3 separate regions of the Ovis aries genome follow, and all the other regions are linked to region 2. Evidence: chromatin contacts called from public Hi-C data. All regions are on one chromosome and are shown on one strand. Each heading gives the region's core, a stretch centred on a gene start, on an enhancer-like site or on the middle of the called end of the contact. The rest is flanking DNA. Distances are from core to core; before and after follow the strand shown. Region 1 holds the start of NOSIP (nitric oxide synthase interacting protein). Region 2 holds the start of KASH5 (KASH domain containing 5). Region 3 holds the start of PRMT1 (protein arginine methyltransferase 1).

Region 1 (3,866 bases), core at 466-2,965, 140 kb before region 2:
CAGACACTTACGTGGCCTGTAATCTGGATCAGAGACTGTTCAAGGTCATTTACCTCTATCAACTCAGTTTCATTTTCATCACAGTGCTATTATTATCTCCGTTTGATACAGGAGGAGACTGAGGCACAGAGAAGAAAAAGAACTTGCCCAAGTTCACACAGTTTGCAAGATTCAGAGGCAGGATTTCAGCAAATGCAGTGTCCCTCCAGAGACCAGAGCCAGGAGCTTATCTTTTTCCCAGCTGTTCATGCAGCACCCAGCATGGGTTTGGGCACACAGCAGGCGCTCATAAGCACGTCCATTGATTGGATCCCTTTCTTCCTGATAATCTCCATGTATACCCATCTCTCTGTGCCCATTGCCACATCCACCTACAGCGTTTGTCGCTCAGTCGTGTCTGACATTTTTGCGACCTCATGGACTGTAGCCCATCAGGCTCCTCTGTCCATGGGATTTCCCAAGCAAGAACACTGGAGTGGGTTGCCATTCCCATCTACAGGCGATCTTCCTGACCCAGAGATTGAATCCAGGTCTCCTGCACTGTAGGTAGATACTTTACCACCTGAGTACCAGGGAAACCTTTCCACCCACAGAATCAAAGAGTATATAAGAAGTAAAACCAGAGGGGCATATCCTGGGATCCAGCAGCTGAGGGAGGGGGCAATGATCCTGGACTCCTGGATTTGGGGGCTCCAACAGCCAGGTCGCCAAGGTGCCCAAGCCAAACTCTGCCTCCAGGGACATCCACTTACCTGCCTAGACTTGTGAGCACTGTCCTCTCCTTAATCGGGGCCTCCTCGGCTAACTGCGGCCAGCTGTGAAGAGGGGCAGGGGAGAGGGGAGGGGAGAGGAACGAGAGGGTACTTTGTTCATTAAAGCCGGCACAATCCTGGTTCCAGGCAAGAGGGGCGGGGTTTTTTATTACCTGCCCTGGGCGGGACTCAGGTAAGGGACAGAATATTTAAAGGGACCTTATAAAAAAATTCATAAATAGAGAAAGGGACCTTATAATTAAGGGTATAACGTCCAGAGCCCCATAGAGAGCCTGGGTCTCCTGACACCATGGGGACACTTAGGGTGTTGGATAGGCGCCTCCTCCCCTCCCCTCCTATACTTTCCTCCTTCCCCACCCCCAGAGAGCTCGCCAGGCTGAGCTAGGGAAATGAACATCTAGCTATCTAGTTATCTAGAAACTGGAGGGAAACGTATGCCTTAGTCCCTAGAGATAGGTAGGTATGCCGCAGTAAATTCCTGCTTCCTGAGACAATTTGAAGGGCTTTGACTTCCGATTTCTCAACTGCTCCATTTACAAAGCGGGGGCAGAGGAGCCGTCCCTTCTCTATTGTTTCTTCTTTTGCGGCAGAAAAGTGGATGATACATACTTTGGTAAGCGGGCTTTTCAATTTCTGGGCAAAGTGGTTAGTCCTTAAACACAGGCTTGAAGAGACGCAAAGCCTAGGAACAAGCAGGAAATTGCCCGCCCAGGGAAACGCCTAGTGTTTACTAAGCACGCCCCCTATTCACGCCAGTTTCACCGGCCGGAACCCTCGAGTTGCCACTCAGGTTTCCGGAGGGAGGGAAAAAAAAGAAGGGAGAATTCACTAAGCCAGAAGAGCTATCTCCGCCTCTAGGGGCAGAACTACTTCCGGTTTCTTCTCCGGGCGGAAGCGTCGGAGCGGAGAGGGAAAACAGCGCTCCTTTCCGGTGTAGGGGTACTGTTGAAGTAGCCACCGAGGAAAGAGGGGTCATCTGTGAGGTGAGTTCCAGGCGGTAGAAGAATACTGTTCGTGCGATTGCCTTCCCGTGGGCAAGAGTCTTGTGGTCCTGAGGGAGACTGGGACAATATTTTGAAATCCTGACTTCCTGGCAGTTATTAATAGAGCGCTCTAGGTGCCTCAAGTTTGAAGCCGAATTGGAGGTTCTTTAAATCCCTTTAGGTAGCCAAACCTTCATTCGGCAGTTCTCCCGAGAGTATTAATTCCCGTGCAGACGAATGGGCTGCGGATCCCAGGGCACGGAAGAGACTGGGACTCCTGGATGTCTAAGGAGTGATATTGAATGAGAAGCAACCCCCCGCCCCCCCGCCACCACCACCACTTTCGTGGCCTCAGTTTCTCAGACCGTGATGGGGAGAGCGGGGAAGGGTTGTGCAGTCGCCGCCGCTGCCTCCTTGCACCTTTTTGACAGGCCCTTCCCTCTTGGAGTTGCTGTAGGTTAACGTTTTCCTCTGTGGAGCTTTGGGGTTAGGCAGTCATAGGTTCTCACCTTGATGGTACTGCTGATGCGTTGTGAACTGAGGCCTTAATGGATCCTTAAAGCAGTTTTACTTTAATATTTTATTATGAAAATGTCCCACCTGTCAGGTTAGTTTCTTTCTCTTCCTCCGTTCTTGTCGCGTGGCAACAAAAATTTGGAGCAACGGACGAAAAGGCGTAGAACAACAGACAAGTTACAGCTCCATTCAGCTCAAGCAGATAATCTTTTATTAATCCAGCACTCCGTAGGAGTCCTCCTCATCCTTCCTGTCAAGCCCTCTTGGCTTCCCTTTTTACACTTCAGTCTCCTCCTTTTGGCTTTGCCCCGTTCAAAGTAGGGCTTGTACCGACCATCAGTCAATGAAAGGGAATAAAAATGGGCATACGCTCAAGGCCAAATGATAATTATAAGTTGTATAGCTTCAGGCTGTGTTGGTTATGTCTTAATAGGCTCCTAACTGCCTAACCGCAGGTAAGGTTACTTGGAGAGGCCCCTGCGGTCATGTTATATCCACTGTGTGAATAGGATACATGTGCAGGAGTTGAAAAGTCTCTGTGGTTGTATTTGTAGCATATTTGTGAGCTCTCCTGGCTGTGTCTCGGAGTTTAGAGACGGTTTGCATCCCTTTCAGCCAGGCTTCCCCTTGTTGCTCATGTCTAATTTCCTACCTAACACAACTTACATAAAGTGGGATCATAATATAAAAATCCCTATGGCCAGAGTTTCTGTTTATTAATACTTTTGCCATACTGGCTGGGTATTTTTTTTAATATATAAGGCAAAGTCTGTCTATCGTGACATGTCACCCCTAAATACTTTAGGATACATGTGTAAAAAGCAGAGACATTTTCACAACACTAAACTAACTATACTTCAACTTTTTAAAAATGTTTCAGCAATTTTTTTTTAATTTTAAAAAGCATACAGGCACACAAAAAAGCGGGAACATTTTCTTCCATGGCCATAATACTATTATCATAATCATATTATCATATTATATCATAATTATCATACTATTATCATAATACTTACAAAAGCAACCCTAATAAAAATGTCAGTTTGAATCAGAATCAATTCAAATAATTGTTTTGTCTTTTAAATTCGTCTTAATTTCTAACAGGCTCCCCCTCCACACATCCTGGTTTGTTTTTTTTCTTTTTAAATATTTGTTTGTTTATTTGGCTGTGGTGGGTTTTAGTTGTGGCATATGAGATCTTCGATTTTCGTGGTGGCATGTGGGATCAAACCTGGGTCCTCGGCATTGTGAGCACAAAGTCTTCTTGTCACTGGACCACCTGGGAAGTCCAGTCATTTCTGTTATTATAGTGCTTTTGTGATGTATTGACTGGATGGGTGGTTTCATTGATTACACACCTACGTGGGCCCTATTGTTGGAAGTCATTAACTGATACTATCATGCCATCTCTGTGCCCAGCCCCCACCCCCAGGTGCCAGGCAGTGCTGAGACCCAGCCTGGAGTCCAGCCCAGGCCCCACCTCTAGGGGACTCCTAGTCTGAAGGGAGAAATTCTGAGATGGCTGTAATGGAGGTAAATCAGGGCATTGTCAGAGCATCAGGAATACCTACCTCAGGCTTCCTGAGGGGGCCTG
Region 2 (3,769 bases), core at 102-2,601:
CCTCACAAGTGCTGACCTGCCCATCCCCCGCAGTGTTGTTCCATGGCTCCCAAACAACCCAGGGACAGAGCCTAGACCTTGGACTTGATATTGAAGGCCCGGCTTGGCCTGATCCTACCTGCCTCCGGAACCCTCAAACCCACTTGCAACCCTGAACCCTATGCTGTTGACTAAACTGGGCCGGCTCTTCCCACCTCGCGCTCTCTGCCTGGGACATCCTTCTTGCCTGCCTTTCCTGTCTCAGCTCCCACGTCCCCTCCTCTAGAAACCGTTTCTGGGCTAGGTGATGTCCCTGGGTTCCCACACTGCCCTGGGCTACTTACAATCTCGCCCATCAGCCTGTATTTGGAACTGTTGGCCTCCTGCTTGAGTTTGAACCCCGTCTTTCTCCTGTTTCCAGCCCTCCCATGGTTCCCTAGTAACCTCAGGACTAACTACCCAGCCTTTTGGGCTGGTGTGGCACAGAATGGTTCCTGCAACTCCTGCCTTCTTGTCATTTTTCTCTACCCTGGCCAACCTCCAGGTCCCTCACGGCCCAGGGGAACTCAGCATCTTTCCTGGTTCTCCCAGGCCTAGGCTCCCAGCTCCTCTGGGGAGCCTCCCCTGAGTCCTGGGAGCAGTTAGAGGCTCTGACACTCTCTTGGAGAAGGCAATGGCACCCCACTCCAGTACTCTTGCCTGGAAAATCCCATGGACAGAGGAGCCTAGTAGGCTGCGGTCCACGGGGTCGCTAAGAGTCGGATACAACTGAGCGACTTCACTTTGACTTTTCACTTTCATGCATTGGAGAAGGAAATGGCAACCCACTCCAGTATTCTTGCCTACAGAATCCCAGGGATGGGGGAGCCGGGTGGGCTGCTGTCTATGGGGTCGCACAGAGTCGGACACGACTGAAGCGACTTAGCAGTAGCAGCCGCAGACACTCTCTTAGGGAGAAGTTTGACAGTATTTCTAGAAGATTCTGACAGGATTTCAGGGGTCATCTACTAGATTTCCTGGAGGGTTCCTTTCAGTATCTCTGAGGAAGTTTGGTCAGGATTTTAAGACTTTTAACAAGACTTGGAAGGCCCTGATACTGGGGCTCTCCCCTAGAAATTGGGGGCTTGCCAGGATTTCGGGAGGGGCTCTGACACGGCTATTCTTGGGAGCCTCGCCACGGCCTGGGCGCACCTGGAGCCACGTCGCAGTGTTCCAGTCTCGGGACACAAATGAGGGCCACGAACGACAAACAAACGACAGTTGGGTCCTGAAGAGACGCGCGTGCGCCGTTCCCACCGGAAAAAAAAAAGGTGCCGGAGCGGGACCGGAGCGCGCGAGGAGTCTAAGCCACGCCCCTCCCGGGCTCCTCCCCGGGACGCAGGCGCACACCGGGACAAGGCGCTCTCCCGTCGCTACGGTTACCTACGAGGCCGCGCATGCGTAGAACTGCCCGGGCGCGCCCCCACTGGTGTAGCGGGCGCATGCGTACTGGCTGAATCGATAAAGGCGGAAGAGATTAAGGCTACTGGAAGTGCCTAAGGCTGGGGTCTTCTCTGCGCCCAGGCAAGGGAAACTTGTCCTGAGGGACCCTTTGTCCACCCCCTACTTCTTATCAGCCACCAAGCTGTGTCTTTTTTGCCCTCTGTTCCGTGCCAGGCTGCCAGTCACCGTCACAATGATGTCCTGTCGTACCTCACTACTCCCATGCCTTTTTTTGCGGCTCCAGTCACAGTGTATTAATAGGTTCCCCGAAGGATTCTTTCCCAAACGGTTTCATTCCTTCCTTTTAGGAAAGAGTAGAGGAAAGATAACCTCAGCTTTTCGGGCTAGAGAGAGGTGCGTGCTAAGCCACTTAAATCGTCTCTTTACTCTTTGCAACCCTGTGGATTGTTGCCTACCAGCCTCCCTTGTCTATGGGATTCTCCAGGCAAGAATACTGGGGTGGGTTGCTATGCCCTCCTCCCGGGGATCTTCCCGACCCAGGGATCAAACCCGCGTCTCTTATGTCTCGAGGATTGCATCCCAAATTGACTTCTGAGCGTGCTTAGTCGCTTCAGTCGTGTCCGACTCTGTGACCCTATGGACTGTAGCCTGTCAAACTCCTAACGAGAGGCATTTAGAATAAAAGATGTCCCACCCGGGCTTCCCAGGTGGCGCTAGTGGTAAAGAACCCATCTGCTAAAGCAAGAGACTTGAGAGATGCGGGTTTGATCCCTGGGTCAGGAAGATCCCTAGGAGGAGGGCGTGGCAACCCACTTCAGTATTCTTGTCTGGAGAATCCCATGGACAGAGGAGCCTGGTGGGCTACAGTCCAAAGGGTCACAAAGAGTCGGACACGACTGAAGCGCATTAGCATGCACGCGTGTCCTACTCACTTGGCTTCTTTGCTAGCCCAGACGCAGAAATCATTTTACATTCTCCCATTCATCCCATCATGGTTAATCCAGCTGTTACTTCCTCAGAGAGTCCTTCCTCTGACACACAGTCTATAATTCAGACTCATCTCTCTACTTAGTTTTTTATTCGTCCTCGAGGCTCGTCTCTCCACCATGAAATAGTCTGTATTTGTACACTGTCTTTGTCATCCCCTGCTGGAATGTGAGCTTCTAGCGGTAGAAGGTTGTTGGGAACTAGAATATCCTTGGCCCAGGGTGGGTTCGCAAACATTTTTTGTCGAATGAATGAAGGGACAGAATCTACGCCTCAAAACTGTTGGACTGTGTAGAATGATGATAAGGCTAGAGTCAGACATTCCTGGGTTTGAATTTTGACTCCATCACTCTCTACCTGTAACCTTGGCACAAAGGCTTACCCTCTCTCTGAGCCTCAGGTGTCTCACCTAGAAATGGAGATAATTGCTTTTTAGGTACCTTGAGGGCTTGAAGTAGTAATCCTTGTTGGGTGATAGTTATTATTTTGGCTGTTAGGTGGTGGCTTGTTATAACACTTGGGGAAGAACCTGTTTAACAAGTGATGTGGTGATTGGTTAAAAGTGTGAGGCTTGAAATCAGAAAACAGTGCCATTGCTGTGTGACTTTGGCAAGTGATTCCACCTCTCCGAGCCTCCCCTTCTTCTCTAAAATGGGAACAAACAATATCCACCTCATGGAGTCTTATAGAGTTCAATAAGAATGTTTGCCTAGTGTTTTCTTAGCACTGGCTGACAGGTGGTGGACCCTGCTGATTTTATTAGTATGATTTCATTCTTTCATTTTTTTCTTTTTTGTTATTTTTCATTTTATTTCTTCAGTACTTATTTCCCTTTTTTTGAGGAAGATAATTTTGTAAAACCTAAAATAATTTTTAAAACTGTTTTATAGTATAGTTGTAACATACATAAAGTGCTAAATTCTAAGTTATGGGTCAACTAAGCTTTTAATAGAGTAATACAGTAATGAAACCACGCATATAAAAAAAGAGAATATTGCCTGCAGCCCAGAAGTCTTCACATTTCCTCCTAATCATTGCCCCTCCAAAGGTGACCACCCTTAATTATAGCCTCTTTTGCTCAACATTATAAAATCCCTCCTATGGCAGTTGGTCATTCATTTCACTGTTGTATAATATTCCATTCTATGAATATGCCACGATTGAACCATTTTACTCTCAATGGACACTGGTTGTTTCTGCTTTTTGGCAATTATGAATGCTGTTTAAAAATTTTATTTATTTGTTTATTCCTGTGCTGGATCTTTGTTGCTGCATGGGCTTTTCTCCAGTTGGGATGAGCGGGGGCTAATCTCCATTTTAAGTGCTAGGGCTTCTCATCGCAGTGGCTTCTCTTGTTGCA
Region 3 (3,840 bases), core at 304-2,803, 220 kb before region 2:
CCGAGTCCTGGATCCACCTCTGAGGAAGATATTTCCTCCAGCCAAGAAGGCCTTCGTCTAGCAGAGAGCCAAGGGGGAGTCACTGGAGTGACCCCTGGGGCTGCCCCCCAAGGTATGCATCTTGGAACCTCACCTCCCATTCCTGAGACTGCTACAAGCTAAGAGGTGAGAGTACGGAGGGCCCAACAGATTACAGCTCTTCCAGATGCAAGCACTCTCCAGGCGCCAAGAAGCGTGAAATCACAGACATAACCCCTGGGCTCCAAGCCCCACCTCCATCCTCCCCAAACCAGTGAATGACGCGGATACGGAAAGACGGCGGGTGAGGGGACTTCCCCTGAGGGCCCATTTCTCTACACCACCGACATCACCGCCAGACATGCCCCCAGAGCGCTTGAGACACAGCATCATGGCAAGCCCCACATAACTGCAAGAGAATCACACCTCACGGGACACCATTTCACGCAAGCAGGTTCAGGACCCTCAAACACGGGTTCAGGGAGGAGGTGGTCAACTCCCATCTTCACAAATACCCCAGGGAGAGGAAGGGCCAGAAGGAGGTAAATCCGCTGCCTCCACTACCTCACAGCCCTTCCCAGGACAGATTCTCTCTCCCCTCGCCCGGGAGGGCTTCGACAGGGAGGGGGGCTTGGAGACACGCCCCATGAAAAAGATGTCCCTCCCACACACCCAGAAATGGCCACAAGGGGGTGCACAGCGCCTAATCGGGAAAGATCTTCCGCTCGATGCCCCCCCATAGACCAGAGGGAGGTCACAGGGGCATGCCCCATCCCCCCAGCTCCCAAAGAGGGGGAGAATCCAGAGACAGGAAACTGGAGGGTAGGAGGGGTCCCAGAGGGAACCAATTCTTCGTCTTCCTCCAATCCCAACGCAAGAGCGCACGAAACCTGGACCGATGCCTAAGCAGATGCCCTGGTCCCAGGAAAGGGTTTGTTAAGGGTCGAGGCACACTGCCCCTCCCAAGAGCCTCATTACTGCACGGAGGTCCCCACCCCGAGGTGCCCGTCACGATCCCCGGGGAGGAGGGTAGGGGGCCTCGGAGGGAGGGTCGGAGCCTCCTCTCCGCCCCCCCCCGGGGCGCCCCTCCCCTGGCCGGGGGCGGGGCCTTTGTCCCGCACGTGGAACCCGCCGGGCAAGCGGGCACGGCACACCCCCTCCCCACCCACCGTGCCACGGCCACGTGGGGGCCAGGCCGGAAGCGCCCCCAGCCCTCCTCCACGTGGGAGGGGGCAGTAGGCCCTCGGCTCGGCGTGGCGCCTCAGGCCCCCGAAAGCTAGGGAACCCGCAGTTCAAACGGTATCCTCGGATACGGAGCACGCGGCGCCCCCCTCCGTACGGCCAGGGGCCTTCAACCCCAATCCGGCGACTCAGAGCCCCTTCCCCACGGCGGAGGCGTAAAACACCGACTTCCAAACCGCCCCCCGCCCCCGGTGGCGCTCCTGGCGCTCACCTCCATGATGCAGTTCGCGGCTTCGGCTGCCGCCATCTTCACCCGCGTCTACTCCTCCTCCGGCCGCCGAGACCCCCCCCCTTTCTCCGCACTCCCCCGGGACCGCCTTATACCGGAGGGTCTACGGCCCGCCCACCGCGACCCCGCCAGGAGATCTCATTGGTAGAGGAGGTGACCCGTCTGGAAATACCATTTAGCCATTGGGCGAAGGAGACACCCATCAAAGCTGAGGTGCCCGCCTACTCTGGCGTGCCGAACCCCGCCCCCTTAAGTCGACGGGGATGGGAAAGACTGCCCGTCTATCGCAAGAAGCGCGACTGACGATTGGGCAGAATCTACTGGGAGTTCCCGCCCCTTCTCCCGTACCGCCTCAAAGCTTCCCGGCGGACCCTGCGCTAAGCGGACATCTTGAAATAGAACTATCACCAAAAGTACCCGCCTCTTAATAGCTGCTATTGGTTTATTAGCAATGTGACGTCATGAGGCTTTCGGCCTGCCTCCGCCAAGCTGCTGGCCTCAAGGAGAACGTGACGATTGGCCCACGAAAAAGGAAAGCAGGCTTTAGGCTCCAGAGATTGGCTCAAACAAACTGTCACTCACCGTTCACTCTGTGGCTTCTCCCAGCTTGTAGGGAATCCAACGGGAAATAAGGGAGCTTGTGCCCATTTTCCTGATGGAAAACTGAAGCAGTGAGAGGCTCAAAGAGGTCTTATCCGTGATCCTGAATCAAGTCAGAAATGGGACTCAGGCGTCGAGGTGTTTAATCTTTAGCCCTCTACTTAATTGTTACAAGTTTTTAAAACCCAGTGACCCCACTCAAGCACTTGGCCTTTGCCAAGTCCTACCCATGCTGGAACACCCACCCCCTTCGTCTGGCCTTCATGAGTCAGTCCCGGCATAACTCAGTCGCCACCTCCTCCAGGTAGCTTCCCTCGACCTGTAGAAAAAGTTACTTGTTGAATGAAGGTAACTGCTACTTGGGGAATGTATCCCATCACCCTAGAAAGTTCCTTCACGACCCTTTCAACACCGCCCTCCCACCCAACCCCAGAAGCAATCACTGTTTCGTTACTATAGTGTATCTTTTCAGCTGCTAAATTTTCCAATAAAAGTATGTGCTCTTTTGTGCCTGTCTTGTTTTTCTCAGCATAATGTTTTCAAGATTCGTTCATGTCTCATATAACGATTGTCCAGCCCTTTTTATTGCTGAGGAGTATTCCATTGTATTGCTGGATCACATTTTCCTCTTGGTGGACATGTGGGTGGTTTCCAGATTAGGGCTGTTATGAATAAAGAGGCCATAAACCATCGTGTCCCAACCTTTCTGTAGATGTACACTTTCAGTTCTCTTGGGTCAAGCTAGGAGGACATGCTTGCGCGTCCTATGCTAGGTGTATGTTTAACTTGATAAGAAACTGCCCCAAAGTTTCCTATGGTATTCTACCAATTTGCATTTCCATCAGTGATGCGTGAGAGTTCTAGGTGCTCCACATCCCCTCCAGCACTTAATAAAATCAGTCTATAATTTTAACGACTCTCCTGTGTAGGAAGAGATTATCTCCTGGTTGTGACTTGCATTATTGCCCTGACCGCCAATGTTGTTCAGCACCTTTTCGTGTTTTCGTGTGCTTATCGGCAATTTGCATGTTTTCTTTCTTTAAAATAAAAATTTTTTTTTTTTTTTAAATTTGGCTGCTTCGGGTTTTAGTTATTGTGCACAGGTTCCAGAGCATGTGGGCTCAGTAGTTGCTGCAAGATTCCCAACCAGGGATGGAACTCACACCTCCTGCAGTGGAAGGCGGGTCCTTAACCACTCCACCACCTGGGAAGTTCCCCTATTTGTATATTTTCTTTTGTCAAGTGTCTGCTCAATTCTTTTGTGTATTTTTGCAAACAGAGTTGTTTTCTTATTCACCAATTGTAAACGTTCTTTATAGCGTCTAGATACAGGTCTCTTTTAGGTATACTGACTTTACATTTTTCTCCCAATCTGTGACCTGTCTTTTCCTTTTCTTAATGTTGTCTGTTGAAAAGCAGAGACTTTATCTGAACCCACATCTTGACCCTTACATTGTATGTTGTGTGGAATTTTTTTTTTCTTTTCTATTTCTCCAAATGTTTCAGCAGGGTTTTTGTGTCTTATCTTTTTTTTCCTTCTGAATTCCAATTAACCCAATCAATTACTTTTGCTCTTGTGTTGCTATAAAGAAGGAAAAATTATAACACATTCTCTCTACAACATTAGGGAATAAACTAATGTCACTGGGTATAGAGTACAGGGGCTTTCCTGGTGGCTCAGATGGTAAAGGGTCTCCTTGTAATGCAGGAGACCCAGGGTTTGATCCCTGGATAGGGAAGATCCCCTAGAG

Evidence for each region. A called contact is a pair of places that touch in the nucleus more often than the background predicts.
Region 1: a Hi-C map of muscle shows a contact between it and region 2, with 4 times the contacts expected there. The contact joins the promoter of NOSIP here to the promoter of KASH5 in region 2. A contact is called at or near these places in 5 of 16 Hi-C or Micro-C datasets (hypothalamus, liver, muscle and 2 more).
Region 3: a contact with region 2 is called in a Hi-C map of hypothalamus, with 2.7 times the contacts expected there. The contact joins the promoter of PRMT1 here to the promoter of KASH5 in region 2. A contact is called at or near these places in 3 of 16 Hi-C or Micro-C datasets (hypothalamus, retroperitoneal adipose tissue and tail adipose tissue).

Annotation. Positions count from the first base shown.
Region 1 is chr14:55,731,760-55,735,625 of ARS-UI_Ramb_v3.0, reverse strand. It overlaps NOSIP (nitric oxide synthase interacting protein), which reads left to right and starts at 1,715. Exons shown (of 9, transcript XM_027978620.2): 1 at 1,715-1,756. It overlaps PRRG2 (proline rich and Gla domain 2), which reads right to left and starts at 1,475. Exons shown (of 7, transcript XM_027978621.2): 1 at 753-1,475.
Region 2 is chr14:55,589,115-55,592,883 of ARS-UI_Ramb_v3.0, reverse strand. It overlaps KASH5 (KASH domain containing 5), which reads right to left and starts at 1,351. Exons shown (of 19, transcript XM_042232314.2): 1 at 1,171-1,351.
Region 3 is chr14:55,809,187-55,813,026 of ARS-UI_Ramb_v3.0, reverse strand. PRMT1 (protein arginine methyltransferase 1) reads right to left here and starts at 1,553. Exons shown (of 10, transcript XM_027978635.3): 1 at 1,472-1,553. The coding sequence starts at 1,507.